2 separate regions of the Rattus norvegicus genome follow, and region 1 is linked to region 2. A link is a contact called in public Hi-C data. All regions are on one chromosome and are shown on one strand. Each heading gives the region's core, a stretch centred on a gene start, on an enhancer-like site or on the middle of the called end of the contact. The rest is flanking DNA. Distances are from core to core; before and after follow the strand shown. Region 1 holds the start of Rab30 (RAB30, member RAS oncogene family). Region 2 has its middle 53 kb from the start of Rab30.

Region 1 (6,102 bases), core at 3,594-6,093, 53 kb before region 2:
GGAACTCATGAAAATGTAGTTATCCTTTCTTGATTCCTTAGGTTGGCAACTGCCTCCTCTAGAATAAAACTATAAAAGGTTCTTCCTGTCAATATCTCTTCAGCCTGCTCCTGTCTCCAGTCCCCTGTCTTCTAGCCCCAGACCCTAGCCCTTCCTCTTCATTTCAGATAGATTTTCTGACCTTCTAGTTGGTATTTATGTAGATTTTAGAGCCTGCTTATATCTTCCAGTATCCCAGCTTCTCTTCACCATTGTACTTAGCATAGACATCTCTATGGTAGGGAACCATTTTAAAGAGTCAAGACAAAAAGAGAAAAAGAAGGTTCCTGTCTCTCATCTGGACAGGAGGAGCCACATGTCAGCCCTTGTTTGTCCTGCCATCTAGAAGCCACCAAGTGGAATACAAAGTAGTGTTCAAAGGTCCTTTCTTAGACATAGGGAGTTCTAAGATAAAGGTATAGTGGGAGACAGGATAATTTTAATAAGAAATTCATGTGGCTGAATTACCCACACTACCTTCCGTAAAATGTGAGGATCAGAAGGCTTTCCCAAATAGGCCTTTTAGTTAGAATAGAAATTTTTTGGCCCAACTTTGAAATTCAAAAAGAAATTCCTACTTTGTTTTCACATCACTTCTAGTATGACGGGAAAATTTTTCTCACCATCTTCGTATACCATCCCTACATTGATTTTATATAATTTCTTTCTCATTTTTTTTATATTTATTTATTTCATATTTATGAGTACACTGTTGCTGTCTTCAGATACACCAGAAGAGGGCGCAGATCCTATTACAGATGGTTGTGAGCCACCATGTGGTTGCTAGGATTTGAACTCAGGACCTCTGGAAAAGCAGCCAGTGCTCTTAACCACTGAGCCATCTCTCCAGCCCTCTCTTTTCTTTTAAGATAGGTTCTCAGGTAAGCTGGGCTGGCCTCCAACGTGCTAAGTTAAGGGTGACCTGAGCCCTCTCTTTTCTTTTAAGATAGGTTCTCAGGTAAGCTGGGCTGGCCTCCAACGTGCTAAGTTAAGGGTGACCTGAGCCTCCTATTAGTCCACCTGACCCTAGTCCAGATCATAGGTAAGCAGTGCTGCACCTTAGCTCCCTGTGGTGATGATGGTTTGATCCAGACCTTCTTGCATGCTAGGCAAGTATTCTGCCAGCCGAGTTCCGCCCCAGTACATTGTTTTCAATGTGGGTTTGAATGAAGCAATTTAATAAATGTTATGAAAACATGCCTGTACTACTTCCCCTAAACTCTTAGAGAATCCATCAAAGCGTTACTGTTATTAGTTAGCTTCTTACCTTCACTTTCTCACCATTAATCTCCACTGTCTTAATCATAAAATCAACTCCAATTGTGGCTCCTTGACCTGGGGGGAAAAGACCCTAAGGAAGAAATAATGGCAAGTAACATTTAAGCACATCTTCCAATTATGTGGACTCTCCTCACTCCCCAATCAGCTTTGACTGAGGTAATTGTTAGGACTCACTGTTTCCAGAGAACAGGGAGGGAACTGGAGAGAAAGGCTGACAGAAGCAAACACAGAAAGGAACGGCCAAACATGAGGAGAGAAAGTCTGGAAGGGGCAGTGAGCCATGCTGGCTTCAAAACAGAAAACTCAGACAAATGAATAAGACTGGGGGGGAATGAGTCACTAGAACGACGTCAGTATTGTCAGGCTGGGGAAGAAAGGTAAGACTGGTTAAAAACAAACAGGAAAATGAAGTGTGGAGGACTTCTGCTACAGAATGAGAAGAGAAAGACACAAAGCTTCTGGGGTTTCCTGGGCCCTCAGGATGGTCACCAGCCTGAGGTACACTATAGCACAAACACAGACACACACACAATCACACACAGTCCAGATATACACACATATACATACTACACAATTGGACTCAAACACACAATTAACACAGTCCAGACACACACACACACACACACATACACACACACACAATTATACACAGTCCAGATGGGAACACTTACAATTATACAATCCAGACAGTCACACACATATACATACTACACAATTGGACTCAAACACACAATTGACACAGTCTAGACACACACACACACACACACACACACAATTATACACAGTCCAGATGGGAACACTTATAAATCCAGACAGATACACACAAACACACACACACACAATCACACACACTGCAGACAGACACTCACACACAGACAATCACACACAGTCCAGATGTGTGGCACCGAGAAGTGAGTAGAAGCAGCAGCATCAGAACAGGAGGCGGCAGGTGAGCCCAGACAGACCACTCTCCCGCTCTAGGCCTCACAATCATTGAGGCTGTGGTTGTTTTAAGCATGAAATAAAAGAAAATTGCTCTACCTTAAACTGGAAGCATAACAGTTTCAAGAGAATAGGGACATTAGCAAAAATGCAGTTTACTGTCTCATGCCTTCTATAAGCTTAGGGAGAGGGTTGGGGTTGCAAGGACTTCTACCGAGAAAAACATCTTTACCTAGTAAAACATCTTTACCTAGTCTCTTCCCTTTTCAGATTGCAGAATTCCAGGAATAAAGTAAAAGGGACTTTATTAGTTCTTCAGCTAAGACTGGGGCATCTTTAATTAAATCCATTCCCTAACAAGAGAGTCCCTTAATTAAAGTTTGAACTCAGTACACTGAGATTCAAACCAAAAGCAAAAGCTTCGTTGCAAATCTGCAAAGGATGTAAATATAAACATTCATAACTCTGTTTACAAATACTGAATCAATTCTCTGTTTTGGCATGGTTCAAGCAGAAGTCTGCCAAGCTTCAGGTTTATAGCTCCAGCTGTTTGCAGGCTCACAAATGCCAAAATATTTTTTTTAAATCCTTCCCAGTGTCCCCCTCCCCACTTTGCTCCCCAAACCTCCATGTCTCAAAACCAGATGAATTCAGTTCACATTAACTGCTTTCGACATAACAAAAACATAGCCAGCCCTGTCCTGTGAAATGTGAACTTCAGGGAGAATTGAAGGGATAGAGAGATAAAAAGTAGGCAGAAAAGAAAAATAAGAAGAAAACATGCTTGTGGGTAAAATACTGATCAAAAGCAAAAAACAAAACAAAACAGAACCCTTTCATCCTTCATGGCAGGGTTTATCTCAGGAATTTAAGGAGTGCAGCCCCAGAGGTTATAAAACTATGGAGAGATTACTAGGTCAAGAAGCAGGAGATGAGGGTCTTGGCTTTTGCTACATGCTTCAAGATCATAAGCATGTCACTGGGTCCCTCTGGATCTGTATGAGAGGACTGGACTGATAATCTCTAAGTGACCTCTCAGTGAAAAGAAACAATCAAGCAAACACTAATTACACACTAAAAACAAAACCTTTCTCCTTGTAAAATATGTAGGCAAGTCCTCCTTACAGAAGCAGTTAAGACTGACTGCCAAGGATAGCGGATGGAAAAGCAGCTGGAGTCTCCAGTATCTCCCTGTGATAGCTGATTGAATTCCTGACACTGGTGAACTTTAGATTTTCAATTTCATCAGACCAAAACTTGGTGAAAATTCAGGCACTTGTCTACAGTTACTCCGCATGGGAAAAACTGACAGTCCCAGCAACTGTAAACCCTATGTTTGTGTTGCCCAATCTGTCATTCAGTTTTCCACAGACTGGTGCAGTGGGGAGGGCTGGCAAGGGCTGGGGGCAGCAGAGTCAGGACTAACTAGCACCTGGGTAAAAGACCTTGAGCCTCTGCTCTTTCCATGGCCCCAAGTCATCTTAAGCCTTAAAAGAGCTCATCTGTATGTCCCCAAGGTGCCTGTCAACAAGATCATGCTATATGCATGATGATCCAGGAAAGGGCATCATTGAGTTTCAGTGAGAAACAAAATCAACTTCAGGGTGATTTTTCACTACTTTCTGTATAAAAACCACTACATAATTGTGGCCAGTGATTTTTCAAGAGGCCACCCTGAGAGGGGACGTGTACATTCAGTTCCACTCTTCACTTCCTTCAGCTTAGTCCTACTTAAGAGACTTAGATAAGCAGAGAACCAAGAGAATTCACTCTGTTTTTTGGATGAGAACAGACACAGGCAGGAAACTTGAGGTTTAATCTGCATTGGGACTTTTTAAAAATGAATATTTGGACTCAGTTTAATACACAACTTAATGTGTTTCCACCTTGAGATGATTGTGAACTACTGATCTATTTTTTACCCAAATCTATTTTTGATACTGCACACTGAAAACAAAACCACCTGACCCTCTTGTAAGAGGAAGCAAGAGGAGATGTGGGAAAAGACCTCAGTTCCATTCTCCCTTAGGCAATTTAGAAAACCTTGGGCTATAAAACTCAATGGAGCTTTCAAAGGGTGCCTTAACAACTCGCAGTCTACTGCATGGTGGTAGTGCAGCCTTTAATCCTAGCATTTGGGAGGCAGAGGCTGACAGACCTCTGAGTTTCAAGGTCAGTCTGGTCTCCAGAGTGAGTTCCAGGACAGCCAGGGTTACGCAGAGGAACCCTGTCTCAAAAAAAGGAAAGAAAAGAAAGAAAGAAAGAAGGGAAGAAAGAAAGAAAGAAGAAAAAGGAGCCTATAGCTAGAGGTTGGCACTGAGTCCAGTCACCCACCTAGAAGATGGTCACTATAAAACAGATGAGACAAACAAACCCAACCCTGGATTCCAGATCCCCTTACCTGAGTGAATCGTCGGACTAGGCACGTCTTTCCCACTCCAGCGTTGCCGATTAAAACAATTTTGAACAGGAAATCATAATCTTCCATACTCATTTACACAGCTGCAAGCAAACACAGACAACAGTAAGAGCCCAAGCTTCCCCAGAACTCAGGCTGCACCAGCCCCTGCGCCACAGGAACAAGAGGGCTAACTCATTTGCAGGGCAATTTAAGGCTCCTCTCTGGTGACGTAGCCAGCGAAAGAGGAACATAGGTGTTTGCTGGCAGATGGACTTCATTCTCCCCAGCTATCTCGTGCTACAGAAAGCAAATGATACCCAGTGTCCTTTCACCTGGTAACCTTCGCTCCTCCAAGCAGTCAGGTCACGGGTTTTCAAGTGATAACGTGTGTTTTTCCTTTTGTGTGGAAAGTCAATAGCCAGGCTAAATAACTAAGAGTGCAGACAAGTAGGGAGAGACAAGAGCCTTTCAGAGATTAAGACAGTTAATAGGCTTTGTGTTCCTCTTGGGGAAGAAAATGATAGCCACTGGGAAACCAGGAAAAGGGAGACAATCATAAAAGGCCCTTCGGTCTCATACAAGTTCTGTTCTTGGGGATCCTACTACTGGGCAATCATCTTGCCCTCCTCCCACTACCCCTTTTCTAGCTACCTGCTACCAGCCATGCTGGTGCTAAATGGCCTCTGATGGCACCTGACTTCTAATGGCCATGAGCTATATCCTCTCCTCAACTTGGGATGTCTTCCTACTGAAAGTCCAGTGCAAGCCTCTCATTGTCACTGAATCTTTCACTGGTCTTCAAATCGTGATAACTAGAAACTGACACGTTTCCACCATTCCTCCATCCCAGCACTTTGCTTGCTATGCACATTTACTTGTTCAAATGTCTGCCTTATCCTTAAGGAAAGGGACAATGGCTCTCACCTCTATTTCCTAGCCCTAGAACAGAGTCACACTTAGTAAATGTCTACTCTGTAGACTGAAAGAAGCAATTAAAGGGCATAGTGCTTAGATGTAGACATTTGCTTCTCCAGTTGTGCTAAGAAAAATGCTACCATTATGAAACTTAGAGGATGCTTGTCAAGATTAAAAACAGACAGAACAAAACAAAATGCCTCCCATAGAGCTTGGTGCTCACCAAGCCCCATTCTAATGAGAAAAAAGAATAACCTGACTGGTTCCTTTACCATTTATCTATCACCTAGAAACATCTGCCCCTAAAACCAACACGAGAGAGCTTAAATAACAACTACAAAGTAACAATCTCATCAGTCAGGAGGCTGAGGCAGGAGCAACGTCGACTTTGAAGCCAAACAGCTACATAAGGAAATTGTATCTCAAACAACAGACAGACAAGTTCAAGAATAATTCTAGCTAAGAGCTGAACATTATTGTGTCCTAGGCAGAACAAGCTGGATATACTCTGGAGGGAGAACAAC
Region 2 (6,263 bases), core at 1,621-4,120:
TCCAATTTGCCTTTGGTTGGGGTGTTTCATCACAGCAACAGAAACCCTAAGTAGGACAGGGTCGCTCACAGACTCTGGACCACATCAATTAAGCTAGAGCGGCAGGCCAGAAAGCCGGTGGATCCTCTTGCCTCTGCCTCCCAGAGCTCACATCATCCATCTGCACACAGCCAAGCATGGCCCTTATATGGGAACTAGGTACATAAACTTGCCTCAAGCCCGTTTGGCAAAATACTTAACCAACCCTCAGAAGGAATCCTTTTAAAGGAATTAATTAATGCTTTTTCTTCAAATGGAGACTACTTCCATTATAAGATAAATCTGACTATTCCTGCACTTTGTCTCTATAAAAGATTCATTAATGTTTGTACAAGGAAGGGAGGTACATGTGTCTCTTGAGCATGGAGTTCAGTAGGAGGATTCACAAAGGCTTTGGAGAACACTACAACCAACTTAGTGATTGTTATCAGGTATCTATGGAAATACGTCCATATTGACACTCAAAGGAGACTACCGCCTCTTGTCTAATAAAGCACAATAATTTTAACAATAAACATCATACAGCCATTCTCACTCTTCCACTCAAAACTGGCCCTTCCCCTGCTTTGGAGGACCAAGTGCTCTGTAGACAAATAGTAGGAACTGTAACCTTCCCCAGCTCGCTTGTTTTCAGAACGGTCTCTCTACAATTGCAACCTTAACTACCCCACGACTGTCTCTGGGGCATAAGGACCCCAACTTGTTCCGTCTGGAGTCCTTAGTGTCCAACAGATGCCTGACACATAGCTGACGCTTCACAATAGCGAGGTGAAAATGGGAGAGGAGATAAGTGAATGCTGGGCTTCAGATGTTCTCATCCTAAAGGTCCATGTTAAATGCTTAGTCCCAGGCTAAGGTGGGGCCACTGCAACTACATGAAGCTTTGTCTTCATAACTGACCTGGCTCAGTTGAGAGAGAGAGAGAGAGAGAGAGAGAGAGAGAGAGAGAGAGAGAGAGAGAGGGGCACTAACACTGCTGTAAGGCTAAAATGAGGAGAAACATAGGTGCTAGAGACACTGGCTGCTCTTCCAGAGGACCCAGATATCATTCCCAACGCCACCATCAACTCCAGTTCCGGGGCATCTGACACCATCTTCTGGCCTCCACAGGCACATACATATGTGATGCACACACAAACATGCAGGAAAAACACCCAGACACATAAACGTTAAAGAAAACATCTTAAAAGAGGAAACGGTAAAGGGAGGGAGGCAGCCGAGCATAGTTAATACACCGTTCTCTGGCGCACGAATGTTTTGTAAATAGGTAGATGAGTGGGGTAAATGAATGAGCAACGGCCCAAAGGATGGAGGTACAGAGCTCTGCTGTAGGATAAATACCATCTGCTTGGAAATTAGGATATACTCCACAACAGATGACATCTCCACGACGATGAAGACATCATAGGCTTAGATGCCACCCCGCATTCAAACCTGATTCTGTCTTTCCTTCTCAGGTCCATATGAAATAGGAGTGCATGTTGGAAATCATAATTTCTGTACACTCAGAGAAGTAAACTTATTGTGTGCTTTGGTAAGGGAGGTTGAAAAGGCAACTATAACATTGTACTGACATTTTTATAAGAGTAGAAATAAAGGAAGAAGCTGGACCTCATTCCTGGTTGGCTGTTGTCTTACTTGACTTCCAGTTATAATGGTTCTCTCTTCTCTAAGAACATAAGGCCCCCACTAGGTATATTCATGCTAAATCACTTTGACTGTCTAGTAGCCAGTGATTGGCTAAGTGTGGTCACATGATCCAAACTAGACGAATCATTACTTTTTGAGATATTCTACCAAGACACAATCAGAGTAAAGGTCAGTCCTTTGCTTATAACAATAGTGAGATTGAAAGGAACTGGAATATTACTTATATTGCACTCAAGTTTCTGCAAAACTAGAAATATAGAGGGGAACTCGATGGCTGTGACTCTTGCCACACAATAGAGAAAAAAAGACAAGGAACAGAATCTTGACAGTTTGGAGAGTCCAGTGTAGTTTAGTTGCCCAGCCAACCCATTTTCCTCCTTCTAAGACATATTTTTAGCACTCTTTAGTCAGAGACACACTGACTGTAGTTAGTGGAACGAGAACACGAGAAAGATAACATTTCCACCCCTTGCTCATCAAAACTTTCCACGGGGATCTTCTCCAACTTCACAATCAGAGGGGAAAGCTCAGAATTTGGAAAGGACACAAGAAAGGAGCCTGGCCTCCTGGATCTTTGAAGGCAGACTAATCAGAGCAACTCGGTTTCACAATTAACTTCTCTAACACATCCTAGTTTCAGCCAATTCTTCTGACAGATATATAATACCTCAGTGTCCTTTCTTGGGGGTGGGGGTGGGGGAGGGGTTCCCTCTTTGCTCAAGTAAGAGTTAGTTTTCTTTCACTTACAGCGTTGAGCATTCTAACAGTCAGACAAGATACATAGCAAGCATCTGAAATGCCAAGGAGACAGAAATACACAACAATCCCCAAATGTCTTGGAGACACCTAAGCATTTCCTCGGAAAAAGGTGACAATTCCAACTGAAGATGACGCTGACACACAAAGGCCCTTTCGTGTTTCCAGGGCCTCCTAGCTTTAAGCTCACCATTGCAAGCTGCCCCTTTCCCCATCCTCTTTATTTTAGGCATGTGCGTGAAGTTGTAACAGCCCTGCCTTGGCATTTCCTCCTTTTAGTCCCCTCAGGAGCTGTCATCCAGAATTCCGGCAAGCATGGTAAAGCTCACTGATGATAAGAAGCCTCCGCTGCTGTCCCAGAACTTACCAGGAAAGGCATCCAGACGCAACTCCGAGAATTTGAGTCATGAGGCTGAGGTAAACAGTCCGGGGTGTGAGTGTAAAGCCCAAGCACTGTTTGTAAAGAGTCACCAGAGCTTGGCAGCATGTATATGCCCATTAACGAGAAGGTTACAAATAAACTGGAGAGTGATGCCAGAAAAGTCATTCCGGCCAATGACAGCACTTGGGTCAGTGCTGATAAAGGGAGCATGTGAGGCAGGCCCCAGAACAGTCTCTCAAGGAGACAAATTTGGTCTGCAACAAAAAAGTACTATAACACGGCAGAATACATTCTGCAAGCTTGTTATTAAGCCCTTTGACACTACATGGTGACTTTTCTGACTTCCAGAACAACCAAACGAAGCTGGGGTTGTCATCAGCTAGGAAAGCAGGCACAGACAGGTTGATGCCCACAGCCCTAGAATTAATGACTTGAGCCAAGTTTTGGCTCCAACCTCCCGAACGTTGGCAGTTGGTTTTCAGTGTCTCATAAAGGTGCATGTCAGAACTTTCTAGATGGTTTAAAAGGCCTATGATAGAAGTGTGGCTTGCCTCCAAAGCCTGCTGGGAAAACGTTCCCTAACCAGATTGTAGGCCCCACCAAGGATCCTGAGAGGCAAGAAGGATCCAAGGACTGGAAGTCCTGACACCTCTGTGTGGTTCAGGCAGAACCTTGTTCAAGGTCTCTGAGGACAAGGAGACAAGGTCTCTCAGGGACTAAAAGATAAAATATGGAGAATACATGGAAATTACTCTTAAAGAGTCAGGATCAAATCATTATACCTATCTGGCCTCAGCATTCTCTCAGATGATTTTAAGGAACCAATTCTAAGACACTAACTAGCAAATACTAACTGGGAGAAAAAAAATAAAAGCTATTAATGATTTAGTGAGAGCATTGACCCATGGGAGCTAATGACCTGCCACTTCAGAAGGTAACACAGAAAACAGGAGGAGCAAGCCCTTCAGTTCATCCCAACTTCAAGAACTGATACCACATAATAATCACTGCTCTCTTAGGCTCCAGGAGCCGGGGGTGGGGGGAAGGGGTGGGGATGGGGTGGGTGGGGGGGAGATCATGCTTTGGCTCACTTCCTTGAGAAACACAAAGTTTAAGTCCCTGAGGAAGCACAAAGTAAAAGAACAAAGATTTGAACAAACTTTGGCCCTGAGCTACCAATGTGTCTCTTGTCAGCTATGCCCTTTATCAGGCCCTGGTTCTGTACCTGGAAAGGGGGAGGAAAAGGCATGTGCTTTACAGAACTTTGGGGAAAATAAAATAAAATGTGAAGGAGGAGTATAGCCCGGGGGCTGAGAGATGGTTCAGTGTTTATTTGGTTTTTTTGTTTGTTTGTTTTTTCTTTTTTTCCGGAGCTGGGGACCGAACCCAGGGCCTTGCGTTTGCTAGGCAAGTGCTCTACCACTGAGCTAAATCCCCAACCCCGGTTCAGTGTTTAAAGAGCACTCGCTCTTGACCCAGGTTCAGTTCCCCGCATCAGGCAGCTCACAACAGCCTGTAACTCCAATCCCAAGTTTGGCTCTAGTACAAACTTGCTTACATGAACTTACACACACACACACACACACACACACACAGCAATTAAGAACACATGCTGCTCTTTCAGAGGACCTGAGGTCCCTTTTCAGCTTTCCCACGGAGCTTATAACTATCTGGAACTCCAGTCCCAGAGGATCAGAGCCCTCTTCTGGCCTCTCTGGGCACAGGTCATACATGGGGTATACTAGCATATATTCAGACAAAGCACTCATACACAAAAAATAAAAATAAAGCTCTTTAAAATTTAAGTAAGTAGGTTTTTAGTAGCTTAGTAGCTACTTAGTAAATGTTAGAAACTGGCTATTCTCCAGTTTCCACATTACTCCTTCCACATCAGAATTCCAACATTCAGTAACTCTTAGCACTTCACCAGTCCTCAGTAGGACAGGATCATGCACTCCACCCAGGATCTGGGCCATCTCATTAACTCCTAGGAAACACAACCAACTGTGACGTTAGTTGTGAACATCTCAAGTAACTCTGAGCCCTTTGGGCCTGTACCAATCTGCTCCATGCTTCCTAAATCCTTTTAGAATTATTTAACTACCAGATCTCTCTCCAATTTTATAAGCCTTCTCCAATACAAGAGAAGCACTTTGTAGACACCTACCCTTTGTATCTGTGTGGCATGTGTGCACGTGTATCTTCAGGTCTACCCTACACATGCCTCCCAAGGGAAAGTGACAGCTGTCCTCTCTCACCTGCCACCTTATCTTTCTGAGACAGGGTCTCTCGTTGAACCTGAAGCTGCTGGGCGCTGCCTGTCTCCACCCTGAGTTCTCTTACCCATCTCTGCAACCCCAATACTTACATTCAACTACCAAATTCAAGTAGACTTAACACAAGATAAAAGGGAGCTCAGAGTTTCCCAAAGCTTATTAAATATGTACTATGAGAACAAGAAGGGTGAGATCTATGGTCTCCCAGGTCATCCTCCTGGTCTGCAGGGTCATTTCTTCAAAACATCCTCCTATTCAAAAAAGAGTCTGGTGCCCATCCTCCGTGTTCCCAGGTACTAGGTACTTTGTGTACACCAATGTTGGTCCTATGACCAAAGGGTCTCTTCTGCTAGACTCAAACTGCCTATGGGCAAGGTCCTACCAATCTCAATTGCTATATCTACAGTAGCTGGTAGTATAGCAGATATTAATGTTTGGTGGATGAATTATAGGTGATGGTACATCAACATTCAAACCATAGTAACCTTTACCATATGGCAAAAAGTGGTCAGTAAGACCAAGAAAAACTAGAAACAATCTAATCTAATACGGATCATCTGTTCATTGATGTGGAAACTGAGTCTCAAAGGTGTCAGAAAACTCATCCAAGGTACCCTCAACAGTAGCAAGAAGATCACAAGTGATGGCAGTCACCTGCCATTGTGACTGAGTTCAAAGGCAGCCATCAACCCACGCTTAGCCCAGAGAGAGGCCACGTGGTTTACTGGATACATGGGATCCAGGTATTATCTTGTTCCTGCCACCTGCCAGTCATGTGACCTCCAGCAAAGTTACTTCATCTGAGTCATAATTTCTGCATCTGTTAACTGGGCTATTAATAGCTCCCAAGTTGTTTGGGGCTATTAAATCTGCCAACATACATAAAGAGCCTAGCAAAGTATCAGCACTATGTGCTAAACAAACGTTTACTGGATGAATCATGAGTGAGTCCCTGTCCAACGTAGCACAACATCACAAACCTGGTTTAGACTTTGCTTTTAACTCTCTGCCGACCTGAAAGGTGGCAAGGTTACCTATGATTATAAAGTCATAATGGAGACCGCTTCCTTGGTAGAATTAGAACTTAATTAAGGTGCTCTTCAACGTCAACTCTAACAACCCTGCTCGCTGTTCCCTTCCTCTGAGTTGCCCTTCCAACT

The links. A called contact is a pair of places that touch in the nucleus more often than the background predicts.
Region 1: a Hi-C map of liver shows a contact between it and region 2, with 2.7 times the contacts expected there. The contact joins the promoter of Rab30 here to the enhancer-like site in region 2. A contact is called at or near these places in 8 of 12 Hi-C or Micro-C datasets (the A7r5 cell line, hepatocytes, kidney and 3 more).

Annotation. Positions count from the first base shown.
Region 1 is chr1:156,287,702-156,293,803 of GRCr8, reverse strand. It overlaps Rab30 (RAB30, member RAS oncogene family), which reads right to left and starts at 4,843. Exons shown (of 4, transcript NM_001399389.1): 1 at 4,664-4,843; 2 at 1,307-1,390. The coding sequence starts at 4,756.
Region 2 is chr1:156,232,483-156,238,745 of GRCr8, reverse strand. It overlaps a transcript of Rab30 not described here. Among named protein-coding and RNA genes, the nearest start is that of Rab30, 53 kb to the left of the region's middle. Within about 2 kb of position 2,870, at least 12 of the 93 cell types and tissues checked have an H3K27ac peak or open chromatin away from gene starts, as enhancers often do. A contact at or near this core is called in liver, where this site is marked.